Regions from separate parts of the Capra hircus genome. Here region 2 is linked to region 1. Evidence: chromatin contacts called from public Hi-C data. All regions are on one chromosome and are shown on one strand. The core of a region is the stretch at or near the end of the contact, and the rest is flanking DNA. Distances in the headings are between cores, read along the strand shown. Region 1 holds the start of KMT5A (N-lysine methyltransferase KMT5A). Region 2 holds the start of TMED2 (transmembrane emp24 domain-containing protein 2).

Region 1 (2,836 bases), core at 282-2,781:
GCTTCCCTGGTGACTCAGCCTGTAAAGAATCTATGCAATGCAGGAGATGAAGGTTCGATCCCTGGGTTGGGAAGATCCCTTGGAGAAGGGAATGGCAACCCATTCCAGTATTCTTGCCTGGAGAATTCCATGGACAGAGGAGCCTGGTGGGCTAGAGTCCAAGGGGCCACAAAGTCAGACATGACTGAGTTACTTTCACTTTCATAATTTTATTCAGACTTGTCAGATAAATTAGCCAGATATTATTAAATATACTTTTAGATGCTTAACACTTTCCTGAAGAAGAATATTTGAGGCATCTTACTTTTCTCTGTGGACTAGGTTATGAAGCTCTTTAACTTGAAGTTCACTATGCCTTATTTCTTAATCAAAATCTAGGTAAGTCTTGTTCCCAAAGACCCTAAAGGGATGCTACGACAATAAATGATGCAACTGGGTGCAGGGGCTGAAAACAAAGAAGCCCGATAAATATTTCCTTATTTTGTTCATTATGACCGCTCTGGGGAGCCTGGGCTTCCCTAGTGGCTGAGAAGGTAAAGATCTGCCTGCATACTGCATTAAGGCAAATTCCTACTAACGTGCAATATCCTGGGAATTTTGAGAAAAATGTAAAACCTCGACTTATTTATTTTACATAATAATTCAAGTGAACCGTCACGCTCAAGTTTTTGCATGGACACAGTGGCTGGAAACGACCGGCGGTTATACTTTGCCGCATAACGTGGGTCTGTCTTGACAGCAAACTAATTGTGCGAAGAACTTCAGGCAGAGAGAGACATCGACTCCCTCGCGGCAGCACAACCCCACCCAAGCCATCTCCCGTGGGCAGGAGCCCTGATCAGCTGCGGCGCCGAAGTGCCGCGCCGGGAGGTGCCAGGGGACCTGTTTCACCCCAAAGTGGGCCAGCGGGGCCCGTCCCCGCCCCGGCGGCGCAGAGCTGACTCAGGGAGTGGAAAGGGAAAGGAAGGCGCCTGCCGCGGTGTCCACTCGGACACGCTCCCCACCAAGTAGGATACCGATCTGTGCCCTCACCTAGGGTCACCTCCTTTCCAAACCAGAGAGAGCCCCTAAGCAAGCGAAGCCTCGCCGTCCCCCTCATTTGTATCAATGACAACCATTCCCTTGAGGTGCTAGTCGCTTTAGTTTCCAAACATCTTTGACATATGGCCCCGTTGCCTCTCGAGAGGCAGGTCACCAAGTGCCCACACTTTAAAAAGGGGAAACCGAAGCACAGGAGTGGGAGGGGTTTCTGGGGGCTTCTGGAGCAAGGGTGGGGAAGAGGTGAGAAAGGTTCCGCAGCCCCTCCCCCCGCAACCCTACTAGTCCCCGCGCGCCTTCCGAGCAGCCGGCGGGAGAGCGCCTTCCCGACGCTGCTCCCGTCACTTCGATGTCGCCTGCAGCGCGACGCCCCCAACCCAGCAGCCCCGGCGCTGGCCACCGGGGCCAATACCTCTAGCCATGGCCCTGCTCTGTCACCGCCTAGGATCTCCCGGGAAACGCAGCTTTCGAAAAAAGTTGCAACAACTGTAGCCAACTGCTCCGCCGGGTCCCGGCTGCTGCCCTGATTGGCGCCGCTGCCCGTCTCTCCTCAGGCTGCCCGCCGTGATAGGCAAACTCTGGAGGGAAAGCCCGCCCTTTTCCCCGCCTCCTCAGCGGGGGCGGGGCGAGCGGCCGCACTTTCTACCAACGCTTTCGGGACAGGTCTCAGCGGAGGAGGAGGGAGGGGGTTTAAATTTTACCGTCCCTCCGCGTTGATTGGCTGTGCTGGAAGGGGAGCTGCCCTGCCATTGGGGGGCTCCAAACTCCTCCCCCTGGCGGCTGAAGCTCCGCCCCGGGGAGATTTAGTCACGCGGCTGGCGGCCCCGGCTCCGAGTAGAACCACAGGGGACTTCCGGTTTTTCTCGGGTTTGACCGGAACCCGACCTTTGACCTCTCGACCACCCCTTATGGGAAGCCTAGCCCCCAGCAGTTTAACATCCGAACCACCTTGACCTTTTCAGCAGTTTAATCCATTCATTACTAGGTTGCAAGGTTTATGGAGTCTGTTCTTCCAGTATTCAAAACCCGCAGGCAGAGTTCTTACCAACTGACTTGAGTCAGCCTCCTGGAACCACAGCGATCCTAGCCCAACATACCCCAACTGTTTTTACAGATGGGGAAACAGAGGATCAGAAGGAACAGGTAACTCACTTGCTGCCCAACGTCACGGAACAGTTTATTTCTGGGTCCTGGATCAATCTTTTGAGTGCTAGTCCACTAGAGGGCTTCCCTCACCCCAGGGAAACAACCCTGCGCCTTTCCCCACCCAGAGGAGCCTCTGTCGTTTAAGTCCCTGAGAAGCACAGGTATCCTAGGTATTCTTTGCTTTGAACACAGATAAGGTGTTCAGTTACAGCTCTTCCCTGGGGATCCTTCCTGGAGATAGGAGCAGAGGTCCATTCTCTCTCTTTGGTTCCCGAGATGATTTTGGAATCCCCACCATTGCCCAAGGACCCTATCATTTACACCAGGAAAGCAGAAGAGCAAAACAAGGTGATATATGTGAAAGCACCGGGGAAAGTAGGAAGCAACACTTGTCACTCACTGTGCTTTTTGGTATATCATTTCAGCTCTCTGGTCCTCAGCTTACCCAGCTGTCAAATGATGGAGTCATCTGTGATCTGCCAGATTCCTTCCACCTTCCATAGATATACAGAGGTTTTTACTTTCACTAAAATGCATTAATTGAACATTTATTGAGCTGTTTATTGGCTCTGTCCGATCCCCCAAGGACACAGTGGCAAATAAGACAGATGCCTAAATTTCTTAGGAAAGAAATAAGAAACCACTTTTTAAA
Region 2 (2,808 bases), core at 292-2,791, 140 kb before region 1:
CCAACTCAGTAAACCAATCAGAAACAGATACCACACCATACACTTGTCTTCAAGTGGCCCAATACCACCAACAGACAAATATGTAGCTATTAATATCAAAACAACAAAAAATAAATCTCTTTTAAAACTAAGAACTTTGAGCAAGCCTACACATTGAGGTTTTCCTGACTGATTACTGCCTACTGGTGAAGGAATCTGCTTTATCTTATATGCCTGAGGACTTAAGGAAAAAGACTAGAAAACTGGAAATTCAGAGACCCATGTTCTCATCCCAGTGTGCTCCAAATCAGTTGTTAGACCTTGCTCAAGTAGTTCCTCTTATGAAGCCCGTGCCACCTGCAGACTGAAAGAGCTGATCTCTTAAGAGCCTAGCTGATTTTAACAGTTATTACCTCCATTATCCCCTTATTTCTGAACTTCACTTGTTTTGTGTAATTTATGCCCAACTCTGCTGACGTTAACTGTTAGATGGGAAAACCCATAGACACAATTAATCATGCTAACCCGTAGGTTTAAATATTCATTCCATCTGGTTTCCTTAAAAAAGTTAGAGGCGAGTCATTCTTTTGGTTTAAAGAAAATGATATACGACAAAATTTAGGGACTGCTGGTTTCTTAAAACGATTTTCCGTTTTCTCCACAGATACTTCACTGCAATCACTTCTAAAACGCATAACCCAACTCCACTCTCTTAATCAGAGATGACTAACCGAGGTATCCGAAGGTCTGCGTAAGAACGGGTTAACTCGGGTCGTTTCTACGAAAAATAAAGGCAAACACAACGCGAACGTCTACCTAGCATTCCTCAACAGCTTCCGATTTACTTTTTCAGAAGTTTCCATGCCACGTCCCAACTTTAATTCGCGCTAGGAAGGGAAGCAGCTGCTGCCCGGATCGAGACCTGCCATCAGCTAAACAAGACCGTGTAGCGCCTCCTGGGCCCAGAGATGACACGCGGCGCCTGGTAGACAAAGCTCGGCGAGGGGTTCCAAAGGGAACCAGCCGTTCAAGCTGAGAATCCAAAGCAGCCAAGCAACGGTTCCGTCTCCCGAGCGGAGCTCGGAAACCGGGCGGGTGCGAGGGAAAGGGCCGTTAGGGGGTCGCCGGGTGGCGGCCCAGGCCCCTCCCTGGAATCGGACAGCGGCCTCCGGGTCCCGCTCTCCACGCTGGCCCCACGCGGGCCCCGGGCGCCGCCAACCCCCGAGCGGCCGCGGGCCCCCGCTTCGGGCAGCGCGCCCGCACCTCCACGTCGATGTCCAGGAAGCCTCCCTCCGCCACCTCGAAGATGAGGCCCATCTTGGTGCCCGAGGTGACCCGCTCGAAGAAGCACTCCTCTGCATGCGCGTCAATGCTGACGAAGTAGCCCGAGACCGTGGCCAGGAGGGCGGCCAGGAGCACCAGCAGCTCAGCGAGCGTCACCATGGTGGGGCTGGGGGCGAAGCCAGGACCGGGACTGCGGCCTCCGGAGCCGCCTTCGTCGCTGCCGCCACCGCTGCCTTTTCAGCCGCCGCCGCCTCAGCTCCGCCCCTTCCGGCTGCGCCGCCCGAGGGGGCTGATGCGGGCGCCGCGGATTGGCTGGCGCCCGTAGCTGCCACGTAACGGACGCACGGCGGCCGCCGAGGGACAAGAATGCTCCGCGCGTCTCGAGCCTGGACGGTGGCTCAGAAGGACCAGAAACCATCGTCTCCGTCACTAGTTCCATTCATGTACTGCCTAAATTTCCATGGGCCATACTAGAAAGCGGTAGTATCAAGAAACCTCCTCTGCCTCGTGCGAGACGCTGTTAGGATTATCCATAAAGATAGCGAAAGATTTGGAGGCAGCAATAGGAGTATAAGGAGATGGGGCTGAAGCCAAAGGCTTTGAACTTTTAACTTCCTGTCACTCAAAAAAAAACAAAAAAACAAAAAAAACCGACGGGGGAAAGACGCGGGTGCGTATAGATTGGGAAGGGGCACGAGGGAAACTTACGCGATGTTGGAAATGTTATATCATATCGTCACTAAATGATGGGTAGATGTTCATGTAAAAGGCTTCCCTAGTAGCTCAGATGGTAAAGACCCCGCCCATAATGCGAGAGACCCAGCTTTGATCCTTGGGTCAGGAAGATCCTCTGGAGAAGGGAATGGCAACTCACTCCAGGAAGATGTTGGAAATGTTTTATCGTATCGTCACTAAACGATGGGTACACGAGTGTTTACATATGCTTTTTTAATAGCTCAAGCTGTATCCTTGAGTAGCGCTCCATATTTTTTGCTTTACTGTATGTCTATATTACAACCACATGCACACAAAAAAAACTTTCCCTTGGCTACATCCTCCAAAATAAGAAGTCTCTCACCTCCCCAAAAGTCTTGCTGACACCCTGCACCCCCTTAAATATTGCCAGCTACTAAGACAATTTTTTCCCCACCCTTTGCCTCCTGAGGTACTCCTACACATCCCTCAAAACCCAACTCAAATGTCAGCTCTAGACTTCCCCCTTGCGCAATACTAGCCCCTTCCTCTGTGCTTGGAGTTACAGTCCTTTATTTACCAGTCACTCCCGAGGCACTAGTTTTTGCATACCTGCGCTTGTGTGCTGTACTCTTAGGCCCTACCATAAAGAAAGTGAAGTCACTCAGCCGTGTCTGACTCTTTGCGATCCCATGGACTGTAGTCTACCAGGCTTCTCTATCCATGGGATTTTCCAGGCAAGAGTACTGGAGTGGCGTGCCATTTCCTTCTCCAGGGGGTCTTCCTGACCCAGGCATCGAACCCAGGTCTCCTGCATTGCAGGCAGACACTTTACCCTCTGAGCCACCAGGG

Evidence for each region. Hi-C and Micro-C count contacts between places; a contact is called where the count stands out from the background.
Region 2: a Hi-C map of blood shows a contact between it and region 1, with 6 times the contacts expected there. The contact joins the promoter of TMED2 here to the promoter of KMT5A in region 1. A contact is called at or near these places in 2 of 5 Hi-C or Micro-C datasets (blood and liver).

Annotation. Positions count from the first base shown.
Region 1 is chr17:18,984,360-18,987,195 of ARS1.2, reverse strand. KMT5A (N-lysine methyltransferase KMT5A) reads right to left here and starts at 1,531. Exons shown (of 8, transcript XM_018061360.1): 1 at 1,451-1,531. The coding sequence starts at 1,460.
Region 2 is chr17:19,123,420-19,126,227 of ARS1.2, reverse strand. TMED2 (transmembrane emp24 domain-containing protein 2) reads right to left here and starts at 1,541. Exons shown (of 5, transcript XM_018061365.1): 1 at 1,243-1,541. The coding sequence starts at 1,422.